Regions from separate parts of the Mus musculus genome. Here all the other regions are linked to region 3. The links are chromatin contacts, called in public Hi-C and HiChIP or PLAC-seq maps. All regions are on one chromosome and are shown on one strand. Each heading gives the region's core, a stretch centred on a gene start, on an enhancer-like site or on the middle of the called end of the contact. The rest is flanking DNA. Distances are from core to core; before and after follow the strand shown. Region 1 overlaps Ppa2 (pyrophosphatase (inorganic) 2). Region 2 overlaps Tet2 (tet methylcytosine dioxygenase 2). Region 3 has its middle 110 kb from the start of Tet2.

The links. Hi-C and Micro-C count contacts between places; a contact is called where the count stands out from the background. HiChIP or PLAC-seq counts read pairs in DNA pulled down with a chosen protein or histone mark.
Region 1: a contact with region 3 is called in an H3K27ac HiChIP or PLAC-seq map of regulatory T cell precursor, with 2.4 times the contacts expected there. The contact joins two enhancer-like sites. A contact is called at or near these places in 2 of 484 Hi-C or Micro-C datasets (both in cortical neurons), 4 of 115 datasets of contacts at active chromatin or transcription factors (CD8 T cells, embryonic stem cells, regulatory T cell precursor and 1 more) and 1 of 9 other capture datasets (adipose tissue).
Region 2: a contact with region 3 is called in a Hi-C map of Th1 cells, with 2.7 times the contacts expected there. The contact joins two enhancer-like sites. A contact is called at or near these places in 1 of 15 datasets of contacts at CTCF or cohesin (CD8 T cells), 3 of 484 Hi-C or Micro-C datasets (Th1 cells, cranial neural crest and nephron progenitors) and 2 of 115 datasets of contacts at active chromatin or transcription factors (CD8 T cells and embryonic stem cells).

What each region holds. Positions count from the first base shown.
Region 1 is chr3:133,329,915-133,333,768 of GRCm38.p6, reverse strand. Ppa2 (pyrophosphatase (inorganic) 2) reads right to left here. Exons shown (of 12, transcript NM_146141.2): 5 at 3,257-3,376. Among named protein-coding and RNA genes, the nearest start is that of Ppa2, 22 kb to the right of the region's middle. Within about 2 kb of position 1,333, at least 76 of the 459 cell types and tissues checked have an H3K27ac peak or open chromatin away from gene starts, as enhancers often do. A contact at or near this core is called in CD8 T cells, regulatory T cell precursor and thymic regulatory T cells, where this site is marked.
Region 2 is chr3:133,503,798-133,507,995 of GRCm38.p6, reverse strand. The region is part of intron 2 of Tet2 (tet methylcytosine dioxygenase 2); the gene reads left to right. Among named protein-coding and RNA genes, the nearest start is that of Tet2, 38 kb to the left of the region's middle. Within about 2 kb of position 1,280, at least 25 of the 459 cell types and tissues checked have an H3K27ac peak or open chromatin away from gene starts, as enhancers often do. A contact at or near this core is called in Th1 cells, where this site is marked.
Region 3 is chr3:133,435,291-133,439,079 of GRCm38.p6, reverse strand. No RefSeq gene overlaps it. Among named protein-coding and RNA genes, the nearest start is that of Tet2, 110 kb to the left of the region's middle. Within about 2 kb of position 1,784, at least 34 of the 459 cell types and tissues checked have an H3K27ac peak or open chromatin away from gene starts, as enhancers often do. A contact at or near this core is called in CD8 T cells, Th1 cells, regulatory T cell precursor and 1 more, where this site is marked.

The DNA.
Region 1 (3,854 bases), core at 84-2,583, 100 kb after region 3:
GAGGGGTCTGGACCCCCTGAGACTTGGGAGTTACAGATGGTTGTGAGTCACCGTGTGGTTGCTGAGAATTGACTCTGAGTCTCCTGGAAGCAGCCAGTGTTCTGAACCGCTGAGCCATCTCTCCAGCACCTTCTTTCATATTTTTCCCATCTGCCATTTCACTCTGTTGACTGTCTGACTTTTCGTGTGGATTAAAAATTCCCAAAGAATTTCATGACTTTGATCTTGGCTTCTCATCCGGTAGGAACGCTCTGGCAAGTATGAAGCCCCAGGGAGTGTGTGCTGAATGAAGAGGTACTGTGGAGGCCTGGAGATTACAACGCTGGGCAGTCTCCGGGAGAAGAAGTAGAGAAAAGGGGGAGTCTTCCAGTGAGCCATGGGGAGAGTCAGTTTTCTGGCTGGTTTTGTGTCAACTTGACACAGGCTAGGGTTATCACAGAGAAAGGAGCTTCAGTTGAGGAAATGCCTCCATGAGATCCAGCTGTAAGGCATTTTCTCAATTAGTGATCAAGGGGGAAAGGCCCCTTGTGGGTGGGGCCATCTCTGGGCTGGTAGTCTTGGGTTCTATAAGAAAGCAGGCTGAGTAAGCCAGGGGAAGCAAGCCAGTAAAGAACATCCCTCCATGGCCTCTGCATCAGCTCCTGTTTTATGACCTGCTTGAGTTCCAGTCCTGACTTCCTTTAGTGATGAACAGCAGTATGGAAGTGTAAGCCGAATAAACCCTTTCCTCCCCTACTGCTTCTTGGTCACGATGTTTGTGCAGGAATAGAAACCCTGACTACGGGACAGTCAGGTAGGGCAAGGGACAGGTTAAGAGTTTCAGACTTTATCCTCTTACCAATAAGAAACCAGAGAAAGGTTCTCGCATGGAAAAACATCACCAGACCTTTCTGCTGTAGAGATGGTCTCTCTGTGTAGTCTTGGCTGTCCTAGAGCTCTCTATGTAGACCAGGCTGCCCTCAAACTTACAGAGAACTACCTGCCTAGGCCTCCCAAGCGCTGGGATTAAAGGTGTGTGCCACCACGCCTGGCCAGATCTTTATTTTTGAGACATTATTTTGGATGTAGGATGAAGCATGAAACTTAGTTAATGCACAGCATACAGAAAATTAAGAGACAGGTCCAGTTCAGCTTAGTTGAATCAGGAAAGGGCAACTGTACGTCACAGAATCAAAGCAGGGCAGATAAGAACACCCTGAAAATTCAGACACACCCAGAGCAGTATAAAAAAAAAAAAGAAAGAAAAAGAAAAAGAGGCACCTGGTCTTTAAATAGAAAACCACAGAAAGATCCTCCTTTCGTTTTCAGTCATGATCTGGCACCCCTTCCTGTCTCACTAGTAGATCTGCGTTTTGTTAGTTTGCTAAACTTTTTGAGGGGCGGGATAGGGCTGAGACCAGGTCTTGGTATAAATAACCTAGGCCAGCTTCCAACTGGCAGTAACCCTCTTGCCTCAGCCTCCCAGGCGCTGGAATGACAGGGACAGGGCTGCCACACCCAGCTTTGCCTTATTATTTTCTGAATGAAATAAAATGACAGAATCAGTAAGCTAGTGAGTGGCACTCGTCACGCTACATTGTAACCACTGACTTAGTGGTCAATGGCTCTAATCAAACTGTAAATAACTTTGGAAAAGGAAGAAATGATACAAAGCCAGAGGTTCTCAACCTGTGGATTTCGACCCCCACAGGTGTCACATATCAGATGTCCTGCATAACAGATATTTACATTACAATTCCAAATAGTAGCAAACTTACAGTCATGATGTAGCAATGACCACAACATTAGGAACTGTATTAAAGGGTCGCAGCATTAGGAAGAAACTTCTATACTGAGCACTAATCCTCCAGACAGAAAAATTGCTAGTGGTCATGGAACGCTGTCCATCACACATGTCTAATGAAACAGTCTTGCGTGTACCTCAGCACAGCCACGGGGGGTAGATATTCACGGTCTCCACTTTACAGGTGGAGCATCTTGTTCAAGGTCACACTGCTGGCTGTGGTGTGACAGCCAGGCTCTCGAGCTCACTGCTCAGTCATCCATCACTCTGCTGAACCTCGTGCCTGACTCTCATCTGTGCACATCCGTGTCCTAGCACATCACCCCTAGGAAGCAGCTCAGCGATGGATATTAGCTTATTCCTGAACTGCTCAGCTTTGCCTATCTCTGTTTTTGCTGCTCATCAGTAGCTTCTCTGCCCCCCTCCCCCCCTTTCAGCCATGTGGTCTCCTCTCCTACAATCCCCTAAGCTGTTTTCAACCTCTCGCCCTTCGGTCCAAGAGAACCATCTACTTAGAAACCCAAGAAGTCGAGGCGGGTGCCCTCATGGCTTGAACACTCTCATTTCTAATCACCATTTCCAGAGTGCCAGTTTTACCCAAGCCTGCATCCACGCGGGTGGTCTGGCTGCATCAAAGGGAGGCTGGCTCTCTGGAGAACAATGTTGCTCTTCCTTTTCTCAGGACTGTTTATCCTAACCCGGCATCTGTTTTTCTCAGCTGTCCCTACTTCCTCCAGGGTCCCCCACGTACATTTTCATGTAATTAAAAATTAATACATAGAAATACAAACATTACATTTCTACACAGCTGATGACAGAGTGGAGTTTATAACAAGAAAAAAAAACAAAACAAAAAAACGCGTTTTTTAGGTCTTTGTAACCCAGAGTTTGGCTCCGACATGTAGAGATTCACTCAGTACACAATCAGGAAGAATTGCTACTTCAGAGAGTGAAGAACTTGACAGATAGGTAGGAAGGGCCAGAAATGGCGGCGTAGCTCTACAGAGGCAGAACAAGGCCCTGGCATACGCTGGCTTCCACCTCATGGCCTTCCAGTCAGAACTCTGGACTTACAACCCTGAGCTCCAGCCGTAACTTAACGCAATTTTTAGGTTTATTACAAATAAAACCCATCTTGTCATAGAGAAATGTATAAAAAGCACACTTAAAGGTTAGATAGAGACTTGCTGAAAATTCTTCATTGACATCAGCTAAGCCCACAAAGAGGGATGCATTCAAATGTCAGCTGTCAATCTTCTAAGCCTGTCTCCAAGAACTCGCGTAGTGATGATCTGTGTGGTTTGAAGTAAAGTTTACTGGGACAAGTAAATGCCACATTAAGAAAAAATTAAATCCATAAATCCCTGAAACTGGTATGTGCTAGGAGCGAAGTTCAATTCAGGGAGTTCCCAGCACTCACAAGGTGGTTTCTGTAGAAGGCATAAAAGTTTGCCGCGATAACAAGGATGTTACCTGAGGGAGGGCCCCGTAATTCCATATATAGCCCTTGTGAGGGAAGATGTTCGGTGTGTAGCGTAGCTTTCCGTTCTTTATATCTTGCTTAATGGGATTGAGTGGCTCCTCTGTGGCAATCTGGGAATCACAGGGGAAGGCAGGCACACAGAGGGGTAAAACCATTAGCCCGGTATGCAAAGAACAGATTTTAAACCTATCACGGCTCAAACAAATACCTGCATCTCAACTTAATGTTCAAAGGTGTTTTAAAGTAAATTAAGTCAATTCTCATTACTAATTAACAAGTACCATGTAAGAAAATCCGTCTGGAAAGAAGACACCTGATTACAGATTTAGGCTTACATTATTTATACATGGCATTGTTTCTAAGAAAAACAGCATAAACGGAAAGGCAGGAGGGTGAAAGTTAATTAACAATTTTTTTTGTTGTTGTTGTTGCTGCTGCTGCTAGTTTGGGGGCTTTTGTTGCCAAGTCTTATGATATTATAGTTAACTCAAAGGTCACCATGGTGAAGGCCTAGAGCAGTGGTTCTCCACCTTTGGGTCATGGCACCCAAAAGACCACCAGAAAACACGCAGATTTATGACTCTTAAC
Region 2 (4,198 bases), core at 31-2,530, 69 kb before region 3:
CTGTCTGTTGTCTGTCAGTCATCATCCCCATCCTTCCCTGCTTTTGAGCCCAAGGCTCAAATTCAAAATCCTCCTTCTTCATTTTTTTAAAATTCTTTTATCTTTTTTTTTTTTACAGTCCAGACTTTATCCCCCTCCCAGTCCACCCTCTGACTATTCCTCATCCCCTACCCGCCCCATCTCCAAGAGGATGTCCTCACACCAAGTCCCACCCCACCAAGTGAGGGTTATGTGCCTCTTCTCTCACTGAGGTCAGACCAGGAAGTCCTCTGCTGTGCATGTGTTGGGAACCTCAGACCAGCTGCTTGGTTGGTGGCTGAGTGAGAGATCTCAGGGGTTCAAGTTAGTTGAAACTGCTGGTCTTCTTATGGGGTTGCCCTCCTCCTTAGCTTCTTCCAGCTTTTCCCTAACTCAACCACAGGGGTCCCCAACTTCAGACCATTGGTTGAGTGTAAATATCTGTATCTGACTCATTCAGCTCCTTCTTGGGCTTCTCAGAGGGCAGCCATGCTAGGATCCTGTTTGTAAGCACACCATAGCATCAGCAATAGTGTCAGGCCTTGGAGTCTCCCCTTGAGATGGGTCCCAATTTGGGCCTGTCACTGGACATCCTCTCCCTCAGTCTCTTCTCCATTTTTGTTCCTGCAGTTCTTTTAGACAGGAACAATTCTGCGTCAGAGTTTTTGACTGTGGGATGGCAACCCCATCCCTGTGATTTTTCTTTTTGACATTCACTTCTTTCAAAGTATATATATAAAAATTTTTTTCTTGTGTGCCTTCCTATGCAGGTGTGTCTATATGTCTGTCTCTCTGTGTCACTGTGTCTGAATCTGTGTGTCTATGTGTGTCGTGGGTGGATGTCTCTTCGTATCTTTGCATGCATGTGCTTGCACTTGAGGGCATATTTTCTACCTACAGCCATGCTGCATGCTAATTCCTTTGGCAGGGTGACACGCAAGTATATAATTCATTTATATAATGCCAAGCAAATTATTTCCAAACATGCTGTTCTACTGTTGAGTAATATATTTGTGTTCTCGTTTTGGTTGAAATTTCCTTTTCCCTTACATTCAGTGACATTATGAGATATGTCAGTTTTTAAATTTGCGTCTAGCTTGTAACTCCCCATAGCAGGCTGAGTTTATTGTCCCTAGGGTAGGTCGGAGAAACTGGACTTTCTTGAGTGTGACGACGACGGCCACCCAGCCCGAGGGAGGTGGGAGAGGCCCAGAATGTTAAGGCACCTCCCTGATCTCCACCCAGCTCATTAGCATTGATTACACTTGCAAGTTTTATAGGAGCCCGTAAAGGACAGTGTCCTCCAGCATGCCCCAGCGGAGTGTGTGTGGAAGACACTGAAGTGTGTGTGATCTCCCAAAGCAGGTAAGGGAGCTTCAAGCTCTCTCTCTCTCTCTCTTCTTTCTACACCTCTTTTCTTCCATACCTCTCTTTCCTTCTTACAGTTTCTTAATGGAAAATTGGTTTATAGAATGCCTTGTGGTTTATACAGTGCTCTTGAGTTTTGTGAGCTCTCTGAGAAATGAGTCAAACCCAAGGAAATTGTGGCCTATTGGTCAGAAGCATAGTAAGGCTTTCAACTGGCATCTAATAGGGGACTGTCTTAGGCCTGGGCTCTTCCCCTGGCACCAGATGTTCTACCCGGGTATAGAAGCTATGGGAATTAAATGGTGTGGTGTTTTCCTGTAATCAAGGCACTTGGAAGACTAAAGCAGGTTAGTTTTGACCATAGAAGTTCTAGGCCAGTCAGGTCTACACTGCTCTCTATACCACTGCTGCCAGTCTGCATCCTAGTTGCAGTCATGCTAGGTCCCTTTTTGTGAGTGCTCCATAGCCTCAGTAACAGTCAGGCCTTGGGACCACCCCTTGAGTTGGACCCTACTTTGGGCCTGTCGCTGGACCTTCTTTTCCTCTGGCTCCTCTCCATTTCCATCCCTGCAGTTCTTTCAGACAGGAACAATTATGGGTCAGAGTTTTGACTGGGATGGCAACCCCATCCCTCACTCAATGACCTGTCTTTCTGCTGGAGGTGGGCTCCATAAGTTCCCTCTCCCTACTGTTGGACATTTGATCTAAGGTCCTTCCCTTTGAGTCCTGAGAGTCTCTCACTTCCCAGGTCTCTGGTATATTCTGGAAGGTCTATCCCCCCCCAACCTCTGTTGCCTGTTTCCATTCTTTCTGCTGGCCCTCAGGTCTTTGGTCCTTTCCCCCCTCCCAATACCAAATCATACCCCCCACTCCCGTTTCCTGTCTACTTTCCCTCCCAAGTCACTCTCTCTCTCCTTCCTTTCCTCCCCCATTGTGATTTCTTTCTTCTCCCTCCCAGGTGGACTGAGGTGTCCTCACTTGGGCATTTCAGCTTGTTGACCTTTTTGAGTTCTGTGGACTGTATCTTGGGTATTCTGTACTTTTTGGTTTTGGCTAATATCTACTTATTAGCGAGTACATACCATGCATGTCCTTTTGGGTCTGAGTTACCTCACTCAGGATGATGTTTTCTAGTTCCATCCATTTGCCTCAGGATGTCCTCATTCTTAATAGCTGAGTAGTATTCCATTGTGTAAATGAACTGCATTTTCTGTACCCATTCTTCCATTGTGGGACATCTGGGTTGTTTCAAGCTTCTGGCTATCACAAACAAGGCCACTATGAACATAGTGGAGCATGTGCCCCTGTAGCATGGTGGGACATCTTTTGGGTATACTCCCAAGAGTGGTATTGCTGGGTCTTCAGGTAGATCTATTTCCAATTTTTTTGAGGAAACTCCAGATGGATTTCCAGAGTGGTTGAGCCAGTTTGCAATCCCACCAGCAATGGAGGAATGTTCCTTTTTCTCCACATCCTCTCCCAACATGTGTTGTCACCTGAGGTTTTGATCTTAGCCATTCTGATTGGTGTAAGGTGGATTCTCAGGGTCATTTTCATCTGAGTTTCTCTGATCACTAAGGACTTTGAACATTTCTTTAGGTGTTTCTCAAACATCCAAGATTCCTGGGTTGTGAAATTTTGTTTAGTTCTATACCCATTTTTTTTTTTTTTTGGATTGGGTTGTTTGGTATTTTGGAGGTTAGCTTCTTGAGATCTTTATATATTTTGGATATTACCCTTCTATAGGTTGTGGGGTTAGTGAAGATTTTTTTCCCCCTATCTGTAACTTGCCAATTTGAATTCTTTAATAATAGCACTTGCCAATAAACTTGACAATTACTGTAAATGTTCATGGCTTCATTTTTGTTTGGGTCCTGCATTACTTATTGACCATGATTGACAGCTGTACTTAGGAGAAAGCTCTGATATGTGTGCTGTCCAGGCTACACTGTTTTACAGTACTTACATACAACTCAATAAAAGTCAGTTGAACCAGTGAGGCTATGTGTCAAGTATATCATAAGCATGCTTTGGATAGTGCTGGATTGGAAGGATGCTGTCCATAAAGTATGTCATGAGGCCTTATGGTCTCTAATTTTCTTCAAATGGGTATCACTGAACTAGAAATGCAATTTCAGTGTATTTCTACAGACTTCTGACTACTTGCAGCCCATAAAATAAATACTCATATGAAAAATAATGAAAGAACTTTTAAAACAATGATGCTTGACCCATGTTTATTACTGAAATTCAGCCCAAGTTCTAAATTCAGTGCCTTGTGATTTTATTTTTTTTACTACTTCAAAATTAATTATCTAGGTGGTACTTTTAAATATTTATAAGACAAGCAGTTGTTGTGTGGCAGTTACCTTAAGTTAGAAAACCATGTTTTGTTTTGTTTTGTTTTTTATCACTCTGATAGAAACAAGGTAGATTTATCCAGGGAGAGAGAACTCAAAGATTGGCCTGTAGGCATGTTTGGGACATTTTTTCTGACTTGTTAATTGATATGAAGGACTAGCCCACTCTGGGCAGTACCATTCCTAGGCAGGTGGACCCGAGCTATACAAAGTTAGTGATAAATTCTCATTTATCTTTAAAGTTAAAACACAGGCATTTAACAAAATACCTGCTATGCTAATGTCAAAACAAAACAACAACAACAACAAAAACCAAAACAAAACAAACTGAAGCTGAGTATGGTGGCACATGAAAAGGCAGGAGGACCTGAGTTCTAGGACAGCCTAGTCTACAAAGCATCATCTAGGACAGCAAGGGCTACACAAAGAAACAGTCTCAACAGAAACAACAA
Region 3 (3,789 bases), core at 535-3,034:
CTTTTCATATTTAAATTTCTGGATCTTCTCTAACTACAAGTAAGAATTATTATTATTATTATTTATTATTATCTCCAATATATAGTTGAGAAAACTAGGGTATGGAATTTAAATAACTTTAAGATTAAGATCTGAAGATCAAAGCACTGAAAACAAATGATTTCAAAGCCTGGCAGGAATCAAGGGAGTTAGGAGTTTCTTTTTCTTTTTTTTTTGAGAGAAGACTCTGACTGACCCATCGGAGCCCAGAAAGTCAGTTTCTGTTCAGCTGCTATGCTCTCCGGTCAGTCAGCTGGACAAGCCGAAAGGCTTAAAAGTCACTCATGAGGCAAAAGAGTTTCAAGGAAGCTCTCCTCCTGGAGTCTAGCATTCTCTACCCATACATTAATTTTTCATTCCCGCGTTCCATTACCATGTTAGTCTAGTGTATGGATCCACGTGCTCTCTTTCAGTATTTTCCTATTATAAGTGCTTTTTAAAATTGAATTCTGACATGGCTAAAGCCTTCCGCCAGTGTTCCAACAGTCCTAGAATGTCCTTGACCAAGATCAAGGGCTTGGAATTCAGTAAGATTGTAAAAGCTAAGTCACTCCCTTACACAGGAATTTACCCTCACTAAGGAAGAAGGAAGTTTCAGACCAAAGGAGAAATCAGAATAGATACTTAGAACTATAGCAGAGTTACACCCATACACATGTATTTACAATGGCCTAAGGGGAAGGTGGACTATACAAGAGACTAAAATAGGAACTATGGCAAGGGCGCGAAGCCCTTGACCCTGGCTTCTAAGATTAGTGAATCTTAGGTGGAGCCCTTGTTGATCCCAGCTGTTATCAATGTATTCTATCCCAGGTGGTTCCCATTAGACCTTTTGTGTTTGCATTCCTCTGTTTTATGTAACATTCCCGTTACCTCAATTGTACCTTGCAAATATGAATATGTCACCCAACTTCCTTATTGTCCTCTGCATAAAAAGTCTGAAGCTCAATTCGAAAATTACACTCAGATTCCACACAACCTCTCCTGTGTGTGTCTGTTTGTCATTCATCCACACTTTGCCCACCTGCGTCGAGAGACCCATTCCACGCAGACACAGGGACCCAGAGGGTCTACAGCATTCAGCTGGTTTTTATTTCTTTCTTGGTCTCAAGACTGAACCTCAGCATCTCTCACATACTGAGCTGAAGCTCCACCACTGAGCTACGTCCCCAGCCGTCAGCTGTCCAATACCTACAGTGTGTTCTGGGTGGACCTGGGCAAATTCACCTCACCTAGAACCATCATCATGGTCCTGTGGGTCGTGTCCCGGCTACATACATGAACCAGATAATATTTACCACCCACTATTCATTTCTCTGTCCCCTGGCAAAAGGGATTTGGGTCAGTGAGAAAAATCTTAGTAAGAAAAAAGGCCCCAAACAGAATTCGCAAGGGGGTGGTTCTGTCTTTAGTGGTGTAGTCACTAATAAATCGACCTTGTTTACTAAAATAACCCCTCACTCATGCTCAAGAAGGTAACTTTTATTAAAATCAGTGTTGCACACACAAAAGGAAGACATGACAGTAGGAAAGGACTTGGTAAGAAGGAGGGTGTTAATGGGAGAGAGTAGGGGATGAGAGAGAGAAATGTTGCTTATATAAATAAAAACTGTCCAATTTTTAAAAAGTGTTTTTAAAGGAACGAGCATGCATTTTGAGCATGTATCACATGTGCCTCTAAGACCCTGTGTTTCTCTGACTCTGAAAAGCATCAGTGGAGAACACTGCACCATGATGCTACAGATGACAGAGTGCTGGCCGCAAGCACTGAGCAGCAGCTGATGTCACAGGGCTTCTTACCCATAGTTCGGTTCATGACAGCATCGAATCACCTGCTTTCTCGGCAACCATTCATTACTAGAATTCAAGAAAAGGGGAAACCCCAGGGCTACCCAGAATGAAGGGGCAGAGAGAAACTGCTTGCAGGATGAGCTTCAGATTGTTCAGAGAAAAGGGGGTTGTTCAACTGTTCTGAGTCACTGTTAGCCAAATGGAACAGAAAAAAAAATGACGCAATAGAACATGGTTGATCCTAGAAATGGGTCCATTGCTAGGAGGGCAAGGGGGAAGCCCTGGGCCAGGAAACAGAAGAGTAGAAGCACTTTTGTCTACGATGATCTTCTGGCTACTCAAATATCACCAGCATTCTCATGGGGCTGGAGGCAGGATGGCAGGTTTCCTTCTGCCTTTAAGTTTCAAGAGGTTCAATCTAGACTTAGAGTCATCCCTCTGGTCCAGTGTGCCCGGACCTACATTGGAAAAGCAGGCAGAGAGAGGACACACAGGACAAGTTCCTTCCCAATGAAGAAATGTTTAACTTCCTGGCTTCCCCAGGGCAAAGGCAGCATTTCTAGTTCCCTCTCTCCTCTGTTCGCCTTTGTGCTTGCTTCACTGTTCAAAGATGTTTCTACATCTGGTTGTGGCCAAATTGTTGGGTAAATCATCTCTTTAGGTCAGAAGTTTTTTAGGTCAACCTGTGGGTCTCAACCCTTTTTGGGGGTTACATAACAGATATCCTGTATAACAGATATTTACATTATGATTCATAACAGTAGCAATATTATGGCTATGAAGTAGCAGTGGAAAAATTTTATGATTGGGAGTCAGTATAGCATGAGGAACTGTGTTAAATGGTTGTAGCATTGGGAAGGTTAAAAACACCTGAAGTTTAGGCGTTGTTTAGTGTTTGAGTCCAGCGGAGAATACTTTTGAACCCTGCTACAGGAAACAAGAGCCTTTCTCTGAGGATGCTGACAGCTTGGCAGACAGGCAGACCTGCTTGAAACTGGCTCTTCCAGGCCCTCACTTGAACAACTCTTAACCCTAATGTTCTGCCTGAGGTGGAAAATACAATAATAAAGACATGCTTACAGATTTTAATTAGCAAGATTGAATGACATGACAAATGAGAATGAAGTTCTTATTTTAGATAGATATTTCATTTCCAATGACAAGCAAAACCCCCTATGTCTTCTTGACCCTGCCCCCACCACCAAAGAAGAACCAAAAGCAAACCAAGGTTTTAGTAGTCTAGATGAAAGCAACTCACAGTGTGAAATTCTTGAGTTCTCATTTTTATATTTTTCCATACTAGGAAAATAATTTGTAATGAGGGAAAGAGGAAGAGGTGGATGGAAACACACATTGATCTGAACACTGCTCGACTGGATTCCTAACCACCTGGAACATTTCAGTTTTGTTAGAAGGAGGTTGTTCTATAGCACAGTCCAGCCTCAAGGTCACTGTGTAGCCTGAATTGACCTTGGACCACTGATGATCCTCTTGCCTTGGCCCCTAAGTTCAGAAATAACAGACATGAGCCACCATGTCCAATTTCCTATAACATTCAGCAATGACCTCAGAGACACCACATCTTCTCCTCTTGGCATGTCACCTAGATAAGTCCAACAGAGAAAGGCACAGACATTTTCAACTTATTTGTGTGGGGACATTTGTGCCTGCCTTCAGGGTAAGGATGCTCTTCCAGATCCAGGGGCCAACTTTACCTATAAAACAGAGGCTTACAGACCCCTGGAGTTCTCTTCTCTGTTGAGCTGGGACATGGGTTAATGGCAATGGCACCTGCCTGATTTGATTTCCCCAGATCCGACTCCCAGTCTACGAACAATTTAGTAGTTTGTTTCATGGTGCGAAGTGGAAACTTCTCTGCGTGGCAGGTCATGGCCCATGAAGGTCTATGTTTGTCCGGGAAACACTTGCTGAACAAGCACCTGGGGTTTGCACCTGTCT